Linked DNA regions of Zea mays: region 2 is linked to region 1. A link is a contact called in public Hi-C data. All regions are on one chromosome and are shown on one strand. Each heading gives the region's core, a stretch centred on a gene start, on an enhancer-like site or on the middle of the called end of the contact. The rest is flanking DNA. Distances are from core to core; before and after follow the strand shown.

Evidence for each region. A called contact is a pair of places that touch in the nucleus more often than the background predicts.
Region 2: a contact with region 1 is called in a Hi-C map of endosperm, with 3 times the contacts expected there. The contact joins the promoter of LOC100191149 here to the promoter of LOC732735 in region 1. A contact is called at or near these places in 2 of 25 Hi-C or Micro-C datasets (ear and endosperm).

The regions. Positions count from the first base shown.
Region 1 is chr5:217,351,189-217,353,891 of Zm-B73-REFERENCE-NAM-5.0, forward strand. It overlaps LOC732735 (Cyclin-D2-1), which reads right to left and starts at 1,397. Exons shown (of 6, transcript NM_001112364.2): 1 at 1,009-1,397; 2 at 725-811; 3 at 541-639; 4 at 242-443; 5 at 11-132. The coding sequence starts at 1,332.
Region 2 is chr5:218,053,163-218,055,865 of Zm-B73-REFERENCE-NAM-5.0, forward strand. LOC100191149 reads right to left here and starts at 1,357. Exons shown (of 7, transcript NM_001136585.1): 1 at 943-1,357; 2 at 776-873; 3 at 531-672. The coding sequence starts at 1,111. It overlaps LOC100216916 (methionine aminopeptidase), which reads right to left. Exons shown (of 10, transcript NM_001143302.1): 10 at 2,225-2,630. The coding sequence ends at 2,419.

The DNA.
Region 1 (2,703 bases), core at 147-2,646:
AAATTATTACCTTGTCCAAATAGTTGCAGCTAGTAGCAGCTCTCTCAATTACAGAACTGCTGCATTCCCCGATCGCCGCAAGAGCAACACTGGCAGCAATCTCTGAGGGTCTGAATACCACGAATTCAGCACCTGCAGACCCAATTGTCACGCTTTAGAAATTGATTGCTGCCAAATTGAGAATTTTTCTATGCCGATCAATAAGGTCAGGAATCATACTGGACTAAGTCCTAAATTGTACCTTTAGCAGTGCTCAAGACAAGGTCGGAAGAGCGAGAGCGCGCAAGCAAGGAGGGTGCACCATGGTCACTCAATTTATGAAGAAAGTATTCAACAAATGAACAAGCAGTAACAGCATGCATCCTCCACTTTAAGGTGCGTAGCACCAGAAGCTCCATCCTTTTAATGGTCCTTCCCTCAAAAACAAACTTTGCCTCGGCTACCTGCCACACAAAGTCGAAAATTACTTTGCTGGAAAAGAGAATCAGAACAGCACAATGTATGTGCAAGCAAGTGATGGGATCCATCGCACTGGCTCACCTGCAAATCCAAAGGGAGTGGCACAAAAGTCTCTTCTATTTTCGAAGCCAAAGACAAGCATGCCACTGCTAAGAGCTGAGTCATCCAAGCTCTGCCTTCCTGCCATGATATGGATCTTCCTCCCATCAGCACTAAGTTATTTGAGTAGGGCTGTTTCCAGCGACACTAAAATTGCAAGACTTACAGGAAAGTCATAGGTGGAGAGGAATCTATCGAGGTAGTTCACAGACAGAACTGCAGTCAACGGTGCGAAACTGTAATGTTCAATGACCTATCCAGCAAAAAAAGATGTGGATTCAGTGAGCTTTGAGGCCGATTTATGTTGGAAGAAGGTACCGATGAGCATAAATCAAGTGAAGAACCACGATGAGCTCTATAAAAGATAGACCTTTACGCAAATCCAGCGAGCCACATCTCCGCATCTCACTAGCATAGCAAGCAAAGGATCCATCGATTAAGTGAACTCACCTTCCAAATCCAGTCGACGGCATCCTTCCTGACGGCGGCCAAATCCAGGTCCCCATGCCGTCGCTGCAGCTTCTGGAGGTACCCCTCCGCGGGCATGTGCTCCACCTCCTTCTCCACGAGCGCCGCAACGCAGTCATCCGAGAGCAAGGGGAACTCCGTCAAGAACCCGTCGACGGCAACCCCGGCGGCGGCGGCGGCGACGACGGTGTCGCGTGGCGGCGTAGCTGCGGCCGCCCAAGAGGACTCGTCGTCCAGGCCGAGAACAGCAGCGTTGTCCTCCGCGCACAGCAGCACGGAGGCGGCGCAGTCATAGCCAGGCACCATGCTTGCCACGCCACCTACTTGCCGAAAACGGCACGAATGCGAGACTGGAGCAGCGAGCAATCAATTCACCAGCGAAGCTCCTCCTCCCTTTCCCCTTCTTGCGAGCTGATTCTATGGAGTCTGGATTTGCTACTCCTCCCCCTCCCTGCTCCCTCTCCCCTCTTCCTCTTCTTGATTTATTCAGATAATATAGATAGAAAAAAGGTACATGTTTTTTTGCCTATTTTTTCCTAATTGTGTTCTTTATCAAGTGGAGAGGACAGAGGAGCGAGAGAGAGGAGGGGGAGGAAGACGCCGGCAAGGCCACTGCAGTGTGTAAACAGTAGGAGAGAGACTAGTGGAGTGGAGGAGAGCAGGGTTTATGTAGGGCGGCCGGGCGCTGTGCCTAGTGAATAGTGATGGTGGTGGTGGAGCGGGTTTTGGATAGAGACGAGGGGTTTTCTGTAAAACATGCCTGCGACTCCTTGGGGCTTTGTTTTGTTTTGTTTTTGGCATTTTCCTAGGAGAGTTTTTGGAGCGCGGATCCTTTGCGCGCACGACACTGGATCGTGTTTTGCGTGAGGTGTGTCGCGGGGGCAAGTTTTTTTTTCCCGTTGTCACTGTATCATCATTCAAAACTGCGTCATTGTAGGCTAGTAAATTCGATGCAGGGCGCGTTGGCATTGAAGGGAAGTCTAGTACTAGTAGAAAACAAAACATGTTGAGAAAATTATACGGACTAGTTCATTTGATTGTTGATTTATCGAGACGCAATTAAATCTTTTGAATTGGACAGCGAACTCGGAAATTGAATGGTTCCGGTTCCACCCAAGCGTTCAATTGTAACTAGATAATTTGGCCTCAGGTCATTCCGAGTGGAGTTTTATTGCACGGTTTTTAAAATGACACATCATCAACTTTTATTGTGTATCCTAAGTTTTATCTGAATGAAACTATCTCCCTCCTTTCATAAAACTCTCTATATCTCTCCAATCATAAATATTGTGTCATCTCATGAAACTCCCACTATGAATGGCCTCACACTCCACATGAATTGGCTGGTATCCAAAGCTTTGATTGGAGGCCCAGTTGATTGATGGCCAAAACTTGAGTGTCAAAACTGGCAATCTAAGGTCTTAGCCACTATTTGATTCGCTGCCAGCACTTGCCATTATATCTCTGGTGAAAATATTGCCCAGCTTTTGGCAGTTTTAGGCTTTTAGCTGCCTCGCTTCTCCTTACAGCCGATGTGGCTTCAGCTAGCAGCTCTACATACAGCAATCGTAGCTGATGCTGAAACAAACAGCCTTAGGCCTGTTTGGAAATGCAGTTTTGAAATACCGTAATTTTGAGATACCACAGTTTACAATTGTACATGACACAAATACTACG
Region 2 (2,703 bases), core at 107-2,606, 700 kb after region 1:
AGGAAAAAGAGAGAGAAATACTTCAATCTCTGTATAATACTAGAAGACTGGTTTAGTAATAAATCAATCTAGATCTTGCATGCTGCAAAAGCAAGAACGAAGCATGCATAACACAGAGCCCGATGGATCACTTTAGAATAAATTTTGAAAGTGATAGAGAACATAGTGGAAACGAACTAAACAGAGACTGAAGGAACGCTTGTGCCAAACGACTAAGACCATTAGCTCATTGGGCTTCCTATCTCATGTTTTTTTGCTTAATTCGTAATTTAATTATGCTCAAAGAACCACTCAGGCAAGAGCATTTAGCATGGGTCATAAGTGCGCTCGAACTGATAAGCACTAAGAAATTAAAAACATCTCTTCAGGTCTCCAGTGGATGCGTCAAAATAGACCACACAAATGCATGCCAAGTGCGCAACGAACAATGAGATATGATAAATATACAGGGCCAAGTTATGCACAGGTTGTAAAAAAAAGGCGCAATCTCATTGCACCAAAAAAAAAAAACAGCAGCCTACACAGAATACCTCTTTGCTGCGCGAGGCTGCTGTTATCCCCCAACTCGTGCAGCCCCCGCGCAATATCATAATAAACCTTCTGCTTCAGCACCAGCGACAGCTCCTCCCGCCGCTTCACCTCCTGGGCGAGTTTCTTCCGCAGCTTCTTTACCTTTGCGTTCAGAATTTCCGTGGACTAGATCGTAAGTACTAGGAACTAATCTATCAAAATAAACACCAAATAAATAAGTAAAAGAGTTGTCTATTGAAAGTACCGCCAGAACGAGCTCGACGGGCTCAGCCTCGCGGCGAATCCGGATCGACTCCTCCACCCACCTAATCTGCTCCTCCGTGTACTGCACCACTTCCCCGCCTGAAACAAACCTAGTCAGATCAAAGGAAGTAAACCGAAGGCGTAAACATGGCGAGGGATTCCACTCACGGTTGGGAGCGGTGGGTGCGAAGGAAGCGGGGGCGGTGAGGGAGCGGAGCACGAGCAGCACGGCGACAAGGTTGCCGATGCAGACGGCCACGGTGACGCGCCGGTAGGAGCACCACCCCGTTGTGGCACGGCGCCCGAAAGACACCGCCCGCGCTACGCCCCTCGCCATGGCGCCGCCTCCGCCATCCCTACCGACGCGGCATTGCGCCCCGCGGCCTCCGATTCGCGAGCTCCCCGCCTCGATCTCGCACGACCGCGCACCCCAGGACTCGACCGACGCCGACGTCCGACGAGCAGACCAATGCGCAGGCTACACAAGATCGTCACGGCGCGGCGATGGAAACTTCTGGAATCGAACGGCGCCTCCGACCTCGCTATTCCTTCGGGCGCTCTCGTTTCCGCGAACGAAGAAGGGGGAAATTCTGGGGCGGCGCCGCGGCGGTAAAGGTAGTGGACGTCGGACGAAGCAAATCCCTTTGTTGCGTTGGGAGGCTATGTTGATACAATCATTGTGGCCCACTTGTCAGATTAGCTGTTTGGTTCGCTGCCTGTGAACCAAACAGGCCAGTATGGAGGGCTAATCCGTCATACTGTGTGGCGTACAGGACGGTGGTCGAATCAGAGAGTGACAGGAGGAAGGAAATGCAGCGAAGGGAATTTGTTTTCACTGTATGAGGGCTAAGTACTTGAGTGCAATCATTAGCAACCGTTATTAGTACACATGATCAATTAAGTAGTGAGAGCCTGTATTCTGTATTACAAACTGGTGACTTGTTTAACGTTGGAAGTTTTGGTTAACTTGCCTCAGAAGGTAAACAGAATCTGAGAACCTTTAATACTAGGAGTGTAGCTAGTGGTGGCAATGAGCTTTAAATTTTATAAAATTTAAAAATCGAATCAGATTAGGATTAAACTCTATTCCTAATCATTTTTAAACTAAAATTAATTAATAGTCCTAACTTATTTGATCTGGCTCTATTTCTATTATTTTTAAACTAAAATTAATTAAGAACACTAACTTATTGTGAATAAATATTTGGATCGTGTCCTATTACCACCTAATTGTAGCACATCCTGCCCGATCTCGGTCATTTTGAGTGATTGACCTGATCAATCACTCGCGGAAAAGTGTATGCCAAGCAAAGGTCCTGTGCTTGGCCCAACAAATGAGGCGAGATATGCCTTTCGGCAACCCCGGCGACCAACCGACTCAAATCAAAACTGTCAGACCTACTTGCAACCACTCGGCGTCGGCAGACCGATGACATCTCACCCGAGCACCAACAAAACACACTCTCAAATATAACTTCGAAAATAGTACAATTTCTATACATATATCGTTGTACCGATGAACCGAGATTACAATGTGAGTTTGCCATTTTGCATCAGAGTTTAGGTTGGACCAATTAGTCCCCAAAAAGAAATGCAGGATCTTGCCAGCTGACTAACGATTGTTCTTTGTTATTTGGCCTTCCATTAACACTGTGTCAGTATTTCAGGGCCATCTTCGGTAATAAGTATCGTGTGCTCAAACTGTGCTGACAAGCTGCCGTCTTCTGTCACTGCGGTCCAGTCATCGGACCACATGACAGGGTTGATGCTCCCTATGGTTAGCATGGGCTCTGATGACATGGAATGATAGAAAAGGGTGATGAAGTGAGATAGCTTCATATGCTTTACCTTGTTTACTAGCCAATGAAAAAACATCGCATGGCATCAGTGTAAAAAATATGCTCAAGACAAAAAAAAAGCTAGTACTTA